Regions from separate parts of the Mus musculus genome. Here all the other regions are linked to region 2. A link is a contact called in public Hi-C and HiChIP or PLAC-seq data. All regions are on one chromosome and are shown on one strand. Each heading gives the region's core, a stretch centred on a gene start, on an enhancer-like site or on the middle of the called end of the contact. The rest is flanking DNA. Distances are from core to core; before and after follow the strand shown. Region 1 overlaps Ubac2 (ubiquitin associated domain containing 2). Region 2 has its middle 54 kb from the start of Ubac2. Region 3 holds the start of Gpr18 (G protein-coupled receptor 18). Region 4 has its middle 34 kb from the start of Dock9.

Evidence for each region. HiChIP or PLAC-seq counts read pairs in DNA pulled down with a chosen protein or histone mark. Hi-C and Micro-C count contacts between places; a contact is called where the count stands out from the background.
Region 1: a CTCF HiChIP or PLAC-seq map of CD8 T cells shows a contact between it and region 2, with 21 read pairs. The contact joins two enhancer-like sites. A contact is called at or near these places in 1 of 15 datasets of contacts at CTCF or cohesin (CD8 T cells), 1 of 484 Hi-C or Micro-C datasets (undifferentiated spermatogonia) and 1 of 115 datasets of contacts at active chromatin or transcription factors (CD8 T cells).
Region 3: a contact with region 2 is called in a Hi-C map of Th1 cells, with 2.9 times the contacts expected there. The contact joins the promoter of Gpr18 here to the enhancer-like site in region 2. A contact is called at or near these places in 1 of 15 datasets of contacts at CTCF or cohesin (CD8 T cells), 4 of 484 Hi-C or Micro-C datasets (B cells, CD8 T cells and Th1 cells) and 2 of 115 datasets of contacts at active chromatin or transcription factors (CD8 T cells and effector CD8 T cells).
Region 4: a contact with region 2 is called in a CTCF HiChIP or PLAC-seq map of CD8 T cells, with 6 read pairs. The contact joins two enhancer-like sites. A contact is called at or near these places in 1 of 15 datasets of contacts at CTCF or cohesin (CD8 T cells), 1 of 484 Hi-C or Micro-C datasets (cerebral cortex), 1 of 115 datasets of contacts at active chromatin or transcription factors (effector CD8 T cells) and 2 of 9 other capture datasets (adipose tissue and pancreatic islet).

What each region holds. Positions count from the first base shown.
Region 1 is chr14:121,897,212-121,900,720 of GRCm38.p6, forward strand. The region is part of intron 1 of Ubac2 (ubiquitin associated domain containing 2); the gene reads left to right. Among named protein-coding and RNA genes, the nearest start is that of Gm46485, 15 kb to the right of the region's middle. Within about 2 kb of position 1,515, at least 47 of the 459 cell types and tissues checked have an H3K27ac peak or open chromatin away from gene starts, as enhancers often do. A contact at or near this core is called in CD8 T cells, where this site is marked.
Region 2 is chr14:121,822,953-121,826,251 of GRCm38.p6, forward strand. No RefSeq gene overlaps it. Among named protein-coding and RNA genes, the nearest start is that of Ubac2, 54 kb to the right of the region's middle. Within about 2 kb of position 1,994, at least 188 of the 459 cell types and tissues checked have an H3K27ac peak or open chromatin away from gene starts, as enhancers often do. A contact at or near this core is called in CD8 T cells and Th1 cells, where this site is marked.
Region 3 is chr14:121,913,892-121,917,155 of GRCm38.p6, forward strand. It overlaps Gpr18 (G protein-coupled receptor 18), which reads right to left and starts at 1,997. Exons shown (of 2, transcript NM_182806.2): 1 at 1,786-1,997. The region is part of intron 4 of Ubac2 (ubiquitin associated domain containing 2); the gene reads left to right. It overlaps Gm46485 (a long non-coding RNA gene), which reads left to right and starts at 83. Exons shown (of 2, transcript XR_001781471.2): 1 at 83-3,126; 2 at 3,224-3,264.
Region 4 is chr14:121,730,812-121,734,141 of GRCm38.p6, forward strand. It overlaps a transcript of Dock9 not described here. Among named protein-coding and RNA genes, the nearest start is that of Dock9, 34 kb to the left of the region's middle. Within about 2 kb of position 1,565, at least 116 of the 459 cell types and tissues checked have an H3K27ac peak or open chromatin away from gene starts, as enhancers often do. A contact at or near this core is called in CD8 T cells, where this site is marked.

The sequences.
Region 1 (3,509 bases), core at 265-2,764, 74 kb after region 2:
TAAAGTCTGTGCATATCCATGGTAATTATTGCTGTGGCCTGAATCCTGTGTGTGTGTGTGTGTGTGTGTGTGTGTGTGTGTGTGTGTGAGTGTGTGTGTGTGTGTGTGTGAGAGAGAGAGAGAGAGAGAGAGAGAGAGAGAGAGAAAGGAGAGAGAATATGAGAAAGTGTGTGTATGTGAGAGAGAGAGAATGTGAGAGAGAAAGTGTGTGTATGTGAGAGAGAGAATGTGAGAAAGTGTGTGTGTGAGTGCATGTGTGTGTGTGAGAGAGAGAGGAATGTGAGAAAGTGTGTGTGAGTGTGTGTGTGTGTGTGAGAGAGAGAGAGGGAGAGAGAGAGAGAGAGAGAGAAAGAGGAGAGAGAATGTGAGAGAGAAAGTGTGTGTATGTGAGAGAGAGGAGAGAATGTGAGAAAGTGTGTGTGAGTGCATGTGTGTGTATGTGAGAGAGAGGAGAGAATGTGAGAAAGTGTGTGTGAGTGCATGTGTGTGTGTGTGTGAGAGAGAGGAGAGAATGTGAGAAAGTGTGTGTGAGTGTGTGTGTGTGTGTGTGTGTGTGAGAGAGAGAGAGAGAGAGGGAGAGAGAGAGAATATGAATGAGAATGCGTTTGAGCTTTCTACCATAGTGACAGGTGCCTGGGAAGAACAATTTCAGAGAGGAAAGATTTGCTTCAGATCATGGCTTTAGAAATGCTCTCCTGTAGGGCTGTGTGAGGCAGGGTACCGTGGTGGTGAGGGTGTATGATGGAGAGGGTTGCTTCATGGGTGGGTGGAAGAATGGAGAGAGAGGCTGTGTTGGTTGCCACAGAGGGTGGAGGGGAAGGGGAAGAAGAAGGGAAGGGGAAGAGGGAGAGAAGAGATGGAGGAGGACACTTGGAGAAGCACAGTTCTACAGCAGGCCATTTGCCTCTGAGTTAACCCAGTGATGTTTAGTCCCAGTGCCATCCAGGCACTGACCACACCATGCTGCTCTCAGACCAGGCTTTCAGTAGCCTTTGGGGGTGGTTTCACATTAACACACAGTTACACGTCTTAGTTTTGATCATTTCAGCATGTAGTAAGTGTGCACCACACTGTTCTGCTGTCTCCATTCGAAGTTGCATGTGCTTGTTATGGACAAGGCACCGCTGTGATTCGTTAGTGCTTATTTATTTATTTAATGTTTTATTTGACACTACTAGTGTTCTGCCTGCTTGTATGCTATGTGTGAGGGCATCAGATCCCCTGGAACTGGAGTTATAGATAGCTGCGAACTGCCATGTGGGTGCTGGGAATTGAACCCCGGGCCTTTGGAGGAGCAGCCAGTGCTCTTAACCACCGAGGCATCTCTCTAGCCCCTGTTAGTGCTTCTCGTGACCGTCTATGTGTCTTTCTCGTAACCGACAGCAGGACTGTGGTGCTGCATGGCAGTGAAATGTAGGATGTGGTCGTGGTAGGATCAGATTGCCGGGGTTTGACTTGTAATTCCGCTGGTTGGTTGCTTGCTAGGCTGCTGTGAGATTCTTCTTGTGCATCTTCTCTGTATGCTCAACCTCAGAGCTCACTCAGTCTTCCTGGAGTGCCACGTGGTGTAAGCTTCTGATTATGCTTGCTTCTTCATTTCTCCAGTAAGGCTCTTTCCACCCCACCGACACCTCAGTCGTCTAGACTGTTGGTACAAATGTAACTCTACCAGGTGCATTTGCCAGGCTTCTCACAAAGTCCTTGCTGATCTGTCACATTTGCTGGGAGCCAACCGGATAAAAAAAGTTGCTAGTTCTTTGAGAGTTTTGTACAATACATTTTGGTCAAAATCACCTCTCAACTTTTCCCAGACCTTTTCTTTGCCCACCTAGCTCTGTGACCTTTTACAAACACCAAAACCCTCAAGATAATTTGTGCTGCCAAAATATTCTTGGATATATGGTTTTCTCCTAGAGTGTGATCAGTGTACTTGGGGCTGTATTCCCAGAGAAAATGCTCTTCTCTCCACAGCTCACAGTTGTCAGCAGCTTTGCTGTTAGGGGTGGGACTGTGTGCTCTATACTCCTGAGAGCAGGTCCTTGGGGCTTGCTGAGTTCATGCAGACAGCGGGGATGGGGGGAGTGGGGGGGTTGGGTGTGTGTGTGTGCTTTCCCAGTCACCGTCACCACCTCTGCTTTCACACTCTTTCCGCCCCCCTCTTCCTCAGTGATCTCTGAGCCTTGGTGGGTGGAGGGTATACATTTTTGGGCTGAATAGTCTATAATCTTTTACTCTCTGAAGCTTGGCTAGTTGTAGGTCTGTGTTAATTACTTTCTATTGCTAATAGAAGCTTCTCTGAGCGATCCATTGGACTGAACAGGGTGTGCCAAAAGTGGTTCAGGAACTTGATGATGCTATCTTGTGTGCCCCCCTGCCCCACCCTCCAGGCCCTTCACTTTGGTGCTGTGCACATCCCAAAGCTAACTGCCTGCCAGCTTTGTCACATCTTCCCTGTCCTGAGTGCCCAAGCTCAGGCCCTTGTTGTTATGCAAAGTCACTTACTTCTTCTGTGTAGTGCTCACCTTGAGGGTTATTTTGAGAGTTAGACTGTGATTCGTTTATTTACCATCAACGGTACTGAATACCAGGTGTTGTTTGAACTGTGGGGATAGAATAAGGAACAGACAGAGAAACCTTCTGCCATCATAGAGTCTGTCCGATGATGGAGACGGGTTAAACGAGCACTGTGAAACTAGCACAGCAGAGTGAAGCCCTGAGGGAGGTGTGTGCAGTGGGCCCTGGTCGTGAGCAGACCGTTCTGGAGAGGTGGGGAGAGGTGCCCAAGGCCCTGGTACAGGAAGGAGTGAGTGCCAGGAGCAAGGCAATAAGAGTAAACAGGGCTAGCGTGTGTGTTAGTGCTAGAGGCAATGTAGAGCCGAAGGGGGGGGGGGAGGGCTTGTGTTTTCCTTAACATACCGTATTTTATTTAAATTTTATTTTTGAAATTGTAATTATACAAATTCCCCCCTTCTTTCCCCTCTCCAGATTCTCCCACATGATGTCCCAGACTCATGGCCTTCTTTGCTTGTTATTCCGTGTTAGTGAGACTCATCACAGTTTGATGTCTTTTATCCCGTTCATGTGGTAGATTACATTGATTAGTTTATATCCCACTTGCCCTGGATAAAATTGAAATGGTTATATAAAAAATAAGTCATTTAGTGTTTGGTTTGTTTGAGTGGTGGGCGGTTGTTTGGGAGTGTGCATTCCATGGGGGTCAGACTACTACCTGTCACGTCCCACTCGACCGGCAAGAAAGACACAACCATGGCAAGCTTTATTGCTTCTTCAGGATGGAAGACCCCGACCCTGGAAAATGGCGTTGCTTATATAGCCCTCAGCCATGGCGTTTCAGCACCTGATGTGGCGTGTCAGCTCCTGATTCGTTGCTCGCCCATCACCCCATTACTATGCCCCGAGATGGGCAGTGACTAGGTGTGAGTTCACTCTCGCACCTGCGTACAAGGCTTGTTTACTAGTTAGGCACAGCGGAGGCCAGCACCATCTTA
Region 2 (3,299 bases), core at 744-3,243:
TCCCAAGTGCTGGGATTACAGGTGCCACACCCAGGGCCTTGTGCATGCTAGGTAAGCATGTTAACAAACAAGCCATGCCCCAGCCCCAGATACATGTTGAACCTTCATGTATCATTTCAACCGCTTCACAGAGTAACAAAGTACTTATGTTTCAAAGCAAGGTGGCCTAAGCAAATGTTGAGAAGGCCCTCCCAGCAGTGGAACTGAACGGGAACTCCCAGCAGCAGGGTGCAGGAAAGTACCATGCTGGACCCAGTACAGTGCATACATAGTGAATCTGAAAGGGAAGTGTGAGGTCAGAGATGAGGTCAGAGGTGACATCTTTGACAGGAAAGCTCTCCAGGCACCACCTGTGCTCGCCACAGCCTTGCCTTCCTGGAAAGGCTGGGATGAGCTTATCTGAAACCAGAGAGGGGACATTAGTCACAATGTTTTTATCACAACCTTCCTAACATCCCAGGACATCTCAAAGAGAACTGAAGGGACTCCAGCCAGCCCAAGCATCAAACATGGCTCTGGCAGGCCTAGCCCTTCTCTTCCATTCCCCCTGCCTTGTTAAAAACCATTAGATTCCATTCCTAAAGCTAGCACCCAAGGGCTATTCCCTTATTGGGCCATTTCCTCCTCCTGAGGCTGACCACCAAGGTCCAGCCATCAAAGTATTGAAGTCTAGTAATCAGAAGACCCGTTCGGTTTACGAATTAACTTACCCAATTAAAATTAAACACCTCATCCTAACATGGGCTTTCCCCTTTTACCTTTATAAACTGCCATTTTCCCATAGGCCATGTCTGTCTCCTCTCTATCCAGAGGCAGTCCTTTGACCCTCCCTCCCCCAGGACAGATATTCCTTCCCCCACTCCCTTGTTCCCTGCCCCTTCTCTCCTGTCCTCTATCTCCTGTTGTCTTTGTCTCTGATTCCCTGCCCTCTTTCCCTCTGGGGCAAATAAATTCCTTTTTATTTGAAAACTTGGTCTTGAGCTCCTGATCCAAATGATGGACCAGGCACTGTGTTATAGACAAGAACGTTCTGCGGACAGAAACTGTAAAAGAATTATAAAAAGGCAGCAGTAAGACCAAGGAAAGGTTTGAGGGATATGGAGAACACCCTAAAGTCCAGAGAACACTCTAAAGCCAGGACCAGTCGTTCCTCCCCCCACACTCCCCCTCCCAAACCCATTTATATAAAAGTCATCTCCACCTGTTGCTGAGATGCAGGCCCTCTGAATTTCGATATTCTCTCCAGGAAGGAGGAGGCAGTCTCAGAAAGTAAGCAGAGTCATGAGCAGGGGAGAAAGAGAAGGGGGAAATCATGAGGGCCCCTTCCCATCAGTAAAACATGAAAGGAAACAGTTGCAGGAAGCTGAAACTGTCTAGCCAAAGTGCAGAGAGAGAAGTTTGGACTAGGGTGCTCTGCCTGCAAGAAACAATCATGGCTCTAGGGATGCAGTTTTCCAGTGTTTTCACCAGAGTTAGGCTTTCTGCTGATGCAGCTGCTTTGGAGTCACCCCTGCTCCCTGTAACCAACTCCCCTGCCCTGGCGTGAGTTGACCCAGTGTGTGTGTGTGTGTGTGTGTGTGTGTGTGTGTGCTCGCACGTGTGCTGCACCACCCCAAGAAAAGTCTGTCCCACAACACCTGCCCAAGCACCCAGCAGCAAACACCCTAACATTCTGTTCTCCACAGCTCAGCCTTGACTGTTCTCAAGACCAGATCACCCATTGCCAGATGGATCTTAGCTGCCCCTCCCTTCAGGCTGTTGGGCGAAGGCCAGTCTTGGCATCCCTTGCACTGGCCTGAGTCACACTGCTCATGACAGAGAACACACTTCTAGGGGAGCCTGGGATGCTTCCTGTCCCGAGTCTGTTTTGCCCTCTGACCCTCCCACCAGGCTCCCTCTGCTCATTTTCAGTGAGTCTTTCCTCTCAGAGGAGCAGGTGGAAGTCCCCGCCCCCAGCTTAAAGTTTAACCCTGCACAAGGGTTTTCTCTCTGGGGAACAGCTAAATAGTTCAGGCAGCCAGCTTCAGAAGGTGGGAGTTTCCTGTCCACTCCCAGCAGTCACATGTGTCAATTGGTGAGTCGTCAAAGCCTGGCACCACAGACCTGGTCACTGCGCATGTGCACCTCAGCGTACCTCGGGTTTGCGCCCAGGCCTTTAGACTTGTCACCCCTATTAGAACAAGATTTTACCATTCTCATGTACTCCTTGCCCACTCCAATAGTTTATGAAACAAATGGATGGATGGGTGTCTTTGCGGGCTCCCTCCAGCTAGAGGTAGCCATGGAGGCTTCGTGCTTAATGTCTTTCTACACAAGTGCCTTCTGTGCCCCGCTCCTAAACCCCGTGGCAGACGAATACTCACCCATTCCATTCCCTGGCCTTGGTTTTGCTAACGCTCAGAGTTCTCTAGTGGGAGTGAGTTGATTTTTTTTTTTTTTTTAATTTTTGTGCTTTGAGGCAGGGTGCCATAATTCTCCGGCTAGCCTCAAACCCTTACGTAGCTCAGAATGACTTTGAACTTCCGGTTCTCCTGCATCTACCTCGGATTACATTAGGATTACGCTCACAGTTTATGAAGGGCTGGAGTTGGACCCAGGGGCTCAAGCACGCTAGGCATATCCTTAGCCCCTCCCTATTGGCGCTGAGTGCCCTTTACCCATAGCAGCTGGCCTGCCACTACCTTTAGTTCCTTGACGGGTCCTTCTGTTCACTTGCAGACTTCCTGAGACTCTCAAATAAACAGCTTGCTCTTTGACTCTCTGTCCATTTCTGTGAGACTCCACGTTTAGCACACGTCAGCCACAGCAGGCATTTGGCTAATGCCCTGCAGATTATCTGATGTGGGATTTCTGCATTGCTGGGTGTGACTCTTGACTGTGAAGGCTTCTCTTGGGAACAGTCATCTTCCTGTGAAGGGGGAAAGGATTTCCAGCCACAAGTCCTGAAAAGGGATCTAAGAGATGAAATGTGAAAGGAAGGAGAAAAAAAAAGGAATTCTCTCCCTTCTGTGCCAATGTGCTTTCAGATGTGGAGTGGACTCTCAGCTCACAGGTTGGTTATGAAATCATTCACCCTGGGAAGCCAGCATGCTGCCTTTTATGGATGCTGCCGCTCAGACTGTTGTACCGGGAGTGTTTTTCCATCATGTTCTCTATAGAGTTCACAGAAAAGCCAAAAATAATATAAGATATTCAGACCGACCCTAGACAGGAGTGTAGTTTCATAAACCCTTATGATCAAAACCATCAGTGAAATAAAACCGATAGCCCCATGACCAGCATTCTCGCCCCACTCCCAC
Region 3 (3,264 bases), core at 747-3,246, 91 kb after region 2:
CAAAAACTGCATATTTAAAAAGCAAAGGATTTTTTTTTTTTTTTTTTTTTTTTTTTTTTTGGTTTTTCGAGACAGGGTTTCTCTATGTAGCCCTGGCTGTTCTGGAACTCACTTTGTAGACCAGGCTGGCCTCGAGCTCAGAAATCCTCCTGCCTCCCGAGTGCTGGGATTAAAGGCGTGCTGGGATTAAAGGCATGCTGGGATTAAAGGCGTGCGCCACCACCGCCCAGCTAAAGCAAAGAATTCTAATAGTGCTTATAAATATGGTGCTCTCAGTGTGACATTCCCTTCCCCAGGGTGCATTAGCCAGTAGAGGCTGTAAAGATACTTCATATGTAGAGTGCAGCCTGGGGGGCATCTCTCTGAAATAGGAGGGTGGATAAGGAATTTTCCTTAAGAAAGTCACTTTGCAGCGTGCTGATGTTTAATTCAGCTCTGAATCTTTCTTTAGTGAAACAATAGGGAGGATTAACAGCCTGTGGCTGGCTGATGAGAGTTAGTTTGAACAGTTGGGTAGACAGGACCAGGTACTGTGTGCTTTCTCCTTTGGTCCCATTGTTGTTTGCCACATAATTGGCTTAAATGTGATTTTGGAATAAAATCCTATATATCTAAAAACCTGTATTAAAATTTCCAAATAAGGCTGAGAATGGTAGCAACATGCTTTTAACTCTAGCACTTCTGAGGCAGAGGGAGGGGGAATCTCTGTTTGAAACTAGTTTGCTCTACATAGCACCCCCAAAATGTATATAACTAGAATACTAGTTTCTACGCAAATAAGAAAATTACTGCATAGTAAGGTTAAATCTTTAGTATTAAGCAAAGGAGACTTAGAGGCTTAAACACTGTGGTCTTTAAAGAAGCCTCTGAGGTATAATGAAGTCCTGGTCTTTCCTCTATCACCATTCTCCCTGGTGTTGTCATGAAAACACCTGTATCTACAGGCTGTCCTTCCCTGGCTGCTTTTCTGTAGTCCACCTGCCCCAGTTTTCACTGTGCTCAGTGCGATGCTCGATGCTTGTGTCTCTGTATTACCATCCGGACTATGTTCTGCACGATTTTGAGCGAGTGTTGAAAACCGATTGTCTTTCAGGTTAACTTTTGAAAACTTAAGTACCATGACTATCTGTAGGTTTTGTGTTTTTTGTTTTTATTTTTTTTTAAATTGAAGCCAAGTAATTTCATGAAACAGTAATTGAAACTATATGACAAAGACATTGAATTATGTTATGATGTACTATGTCATCAACATAATGTGTTAAATGACAGGGGAATGAGAGCGAGGCCTCAGTCCTACACCAAGAACTACTAGCAGCTTCTGTGCTAAAAGTGGGAGCAATAGGCCTCCCTCAGGAAGAGCCCACCAACTGGTTATCCAGTACTAAACGGTCAGCTCTGAAAACACGTGTGAGTAACACTACACAGAAAAGCAGGTTATATGTATTTAGGTGTGTGTGTGTGTGTGTGTGTGTGTGTGTGTAACAACAATTAAGAGAAGGAGGCCATGAATTTGTAAGCGGTTAAGGAGGGTCACGTGGGAGGGTTTGGAGGGAGGAGAGGGAAGAAATGATGTAATTATATTGGAATCTCAAAAATAAAATAAAAACATTTAAAACTCTACACTTAACTATTAATAAAAAATATTGAAAATGAGCGCTGAATCCTGGGAAAAGAATAACCAGTTGTTTCAAGGTCTTCATCTGATGGAACAGAAGTTTTGAGTTTAGTAAACACAACATTACTTCTGATAATGGTTTGCCATGAAATTAATTGAATGCAGCTTACCTCCTGTCTGTCAAAGGCTGTCTGAGAGGTGACCGTTTGCCGCTCTGCCCAGTCCCAGAGAGAGAGTGCTCAGAGTCGCCTGTGTTAGGTAGGTGGTGTCTCTGTGCTGTGTCTTGTTGGAGGGTTGTTGAGATGTAGTACCGATAGTGGGGTTGGTCTGCTGAGCTCTGAGCACTGCTCTGCCGTTTTCAGGAAACGCTCTGAAATGAGACACTCAGCGTGGGACTTTACCCTGGATGTGGTTTTCTCTTTCACAAGTGATTTGTTTATGAAGTCCTGCTCATCTCGGGCTGCTCTTGAAACAATGGCATATCTTGAAGAAAGGCAGATATTCTTGAATTAACTGCTTGTTTTGATGTTTGAAGTTTGTGTCACTTACAGGCAGGAGATTTGACACTGGGCAAAGCAAGGTTCAAAGCCTAGCTGCTTTCTAAGCTCCTCGACTTTGTCTAGCCTTTTGTTGTTCCTGTGTAGTTCCTATCCAGTTGAAATGCATAGCACTCATGTGATAGGATTGAGAACTCCTCTCCAGAAAAGTCCTGCCTGAAAGAGAGCAACTGCCACCCTGCCACCTCGGTCACCTGTCATCTTCTCCATGGCCCTGCTCTGCTCTGCTCTGCCCTGCCCTGCCCTGCAGATCTGTTCCTGGATCCTGTAGGTACTTCCTACACTTTGTCCATTTTCTATCTCAGGGAAGACTTGCAGTAATTTTTTTCTTGCATGAACATCCATGTAAACCATGGGAAGGACTGGGGAATTTACATGTAGCTGGAAGAATTTATATGTAGCAGTGTTCTCAGCTGAGAAGGGAAGTGAAACCCACAGAAGGGAGGATTGGGCAGCCCAGAGCATCGCTGTCTAGCTACTCTGAGTTTAACTTTCTCTTTAAAGTAGCCCAGCCCTTGTCCAGTTCTAAGTATCTCTACATTGGCTACACATTATTTGCCAGCCTTTAAATGGTGCCTAAGCTTAGCTGCTTCTGTGTCTATAGTGTGAGCGATTTAAACTGGCTCCTGTCATCTTGTCTGTCCTGTTTTGAGACGGGGCCTTACTGGCTGCTTTGGAGCTGTGTTGACCAGGTTGGCTTTGAACTTACCCTGGTCTTCCTGTCTCTGCCTCCTGAGAGCTGGACTCCAGCTGTCAGCCACCACAGCTGCCACAGCGTGAACTTGAGGTAGTTTGAGAACCTTGCTTCTTTTCCCAGAAGTGCTAAACTTTCATTCTACAAAAGGTACTGACGTTAGCTGTGCTAACAAACCACTGGGTGCCGTGGGAGCCTTCCAGAATAATGTGCTATAGAGCCACTGGAGACCACTGCAGCAGTTCCTGTGTGGGTGAGAGGTGATTGCCTTGAAACCTTCTCTAGACATGCTTTGGCATTGCCAAGTTACATCATAATTGTTTTATATGAAGTTATGTTTTTTCATATGCTACACAGGTCAGCCACATGGATACCTCTTGACTGGGACCCAGTGTGTT
Region 4 (3,330 bases), core at 315-2,814, 93 kb before region 2:
GCTGGAAGAAAGGCATCCAGGTACCTGCCACCAAGGCCCAAGTATGGGTCGGCCGTCCTGTTGCAGCTGGCATCTGTGTCAATGTCTGTGGCCCGAGTTACCACCAAAAGCCAAGCAGATATCTGGGCTGGGCTGCCACCAGAGACTATGTGGGATATCTGAGGGCCATGCTGCTGCAGGGGTGGGGGTCGGGGGGGGGGGGGGTGTAAATCTAGGTCCAAGGTCTTATGGCAGTTGAGATCAAAGCCCATGCAGATATCCTTGGTCTGGATGGCTGCCTGAGGCACTGTGCTGATATGGCCCCACCCCTTGCCTGGGTAACACAGTAGAGCTGACCCTGACTGCAGGGGAGTGGGTGGGCTGACCAGAGGGTGTGAGAGTGGGAAGCTGACCCCGCCTCTCATCTGCTGTAGGGTGGTAGGGGCAGGGAAGAGAAGCTCTCCCCCCACCTCACCCCTCAATGCCTGCAGCAGGCGGGTGAACATCCTCCAAGGTCAAGAGCCAGAGAGGTGGCCCTGCTCCTTTCTAGCTGCAGAACTCTGGAGAGGGAGCCCTACACCTTGCCTGGGCAACACGATAGAGCTGGCTCTGGTGGCAAAGGCACAGAACAGGTATATGAATCTGGTGGGGCAGAGAAAGACACAATTGAGACCCTACTAACATCAATGCTTTTTTTAATGAGCATATCTGTGATCTATATATATGGATGATACCCTGAAATATTTTGTCTTGAGATATTTATACCAATCGTTTTCTCTGTACAGTGGACATAAGGCTCTCAATTTCCACAATCAGTGTTTTCTGCCTGTTATAGTTTAATGAGTGCTAAAATAAATAAATCTCACTGTTAAGTAAAATGGTGCATACTGATGAAGCCTTGGAGCAGGTCTTCCTCTGCAGTAGACAGGCCCCGCCCTCTCCCCACTCTGCAGCAGGCAGGTTCTGCCCTTCTTCCTCTGCAGCAGACAGGTCCCATCCCCACCTCTTCTCCAACAGACAAGTCCCACCCCTCCCTTCTTCCTCTGCAGTTTGTTAGGACCCGCCCCTCCTCCACTGCAGACAGTTCCTGCCTCATCTTTTTCTGAAATAAATAAGCCCCTCCCCGTCTTCCTCTACAGTTGATAGATCCCGCCCCCTCCTCCTCTGCAGACAGGTCATATCCCTCCTCCTCTGTAGTTGATAGGTCCAGCCCCTCCTCCTCTGTAGTAAACAGGTCCCGCCCCCTCCTCCTCTGTAGTAAGCAGGTCCCGCCCTTTCCTCCTCTGCAGCAGACAGGTCCTGCCCCCTCTTTCTCTGCTGAATGAAGGCTGCATGGCCAAGCAGTTGCAACTACACAGCAGAGTACCCACAGCTAAGATGCAGGGGGAAACTCAGACTGAGAGCCAACTGCGCCTCGAAAACATCAGCCCAACTCACTGCAGTGATCTAAACAGAGAGTTGAATCCACTGAGCATCATGAGGAAAGGCACTGAAGGAACACGGAAAACAAACTATCCACAGCCAAGGTCCTGCAGCGAGCGCTGGAACCTTGCAGGCAGTGCTGAGGCGTTGGTGGGTGCCCCAACACCGGAAAGCCACGAGGCTCCTCCCACCAGATGCAGCAAGGCAGGCAGAGGGTATTACTGAAGAACAATTACAACAAAGCCCAGCTTTTACTCTTCCCAAATGCCTCAAGCTCTTTAACACACCACCATTTTGCATTTACACCTTCTGCCTGCCCCCTAGTTCAATGCACCCCATCCCAAAGATATATACAGACACAAAAGAGAAGGGTGTCATCTATTCTGTGCTCTTCGAACAGTATCCAATGTCAAATGGCTGTTAATTAGCATACAAGTCAAAAGACCTTCACAGTCAATGGTTTTTGTAAGAACTAGAAAGGACCAAGTCTGAAGGAAGTTAAGTACTCAGAAAAATCTTGATGCTATGAAAGGCTAAATTCTATACTAGTTTAACCATGAAAAAAACTTCAATTTTAAGGTAGTAGGGACAAAAACTAAAATATTAAATTTACAATGAGCAAAATAAAGAGTTGCATTATCCCAGTATGATAATGGGATATAAATAACATGATAATAAATGATATACATAATGAAAGAAACTCAAGGGTCTGGAGAGACGGCTCAGTCAACAAAGGCCCTTCAAGTAGGACCTGAGTTCAATCCCTAAGAACCACATAAAAATGGCAGGTGCACTTGTAATTAGCACTGAGGGGTTAGAGACAGGCTCGCTGGCCAGTCTGGCCTTAGCAGTGAGCTCTGGGCCAAGGAGAGAACCTGTCTCAAATGAAGTGTACAGTGTTCCTGAGAATGGCACCAAAGATTTCCTCTAGCCTCCATGTGTGCAGCAGAAGTACATGTACACACAGGTACACACACGCACGTGTTCACGCGAGCGTGCACACACACACACACACACACACACCAAGAAAAATTGAAGACTAGTCGTTTTTTTTTTCTTCCTTTGTGCCCTTACTCCCGGTATGCAGCAGCAATCCGGTTCTAACTGACCAGCCTCTCTTTCCCTCAGCTATGATCAGCAGAAACACAATATATCACACACAGCAACACAAGAGGTGTTTACTTCTCCCACAACTACAGAAAGGAAGTCAAACTTGACAGTGCTGGCCTTGAGCAGAATGGGACTTTCTCAGAGGAAGAAAGTGGAACTGGCAATGTCTGCTTCAGCTTACGAGCTTTCCCTGCAGTGGAAGGTTTAGATGGACTGGCCTCCTGCCAGACAACCTATGTGCCACCCTCACATCAGCTACAGCAGCCTGGATGTGAGCATCTCCAGGGCTGCCGCTTGTCCAGCAAGAACAAGCAATCAGGACAAACTCCCAATGCACTGAGCTAATACGTCCAATTACTCTGTAAAGCAAAAATCCCGAGGAAAAATCTATACTCAAGAATGAGATCCCAACTCAATCTTCCACATCAATTGTGCTAGAACTGGCAGTCAACATTTAAATGGGAAGACTAGGGAAAGGTCTTAGATGGAAGCAGAGGAACCCGGAAGCAGTGTCATACCCAGAACACACTCGCACACCCGCACTCGTACGCACATGCACGCACGCGTGCACGTGTGTGCACGCACACACATACACACACACACGAATACACATACAATGGCATGCACTTGTAGTTCCAGAGCTGGCAGTTAGAGACAGACATATTCCTGAGAGTTGCCAGCTAGCCTTAGGTACTCTGCAAATTCCAGGCTGGTGTGAGACACTCTCATAAAACAAACCATAACATAGATGGAGCCTAAGAAAAGCATCCAAAGGCTGTGCTCTGGTCTCCACACATATATACAGGTACTCCAGGACAC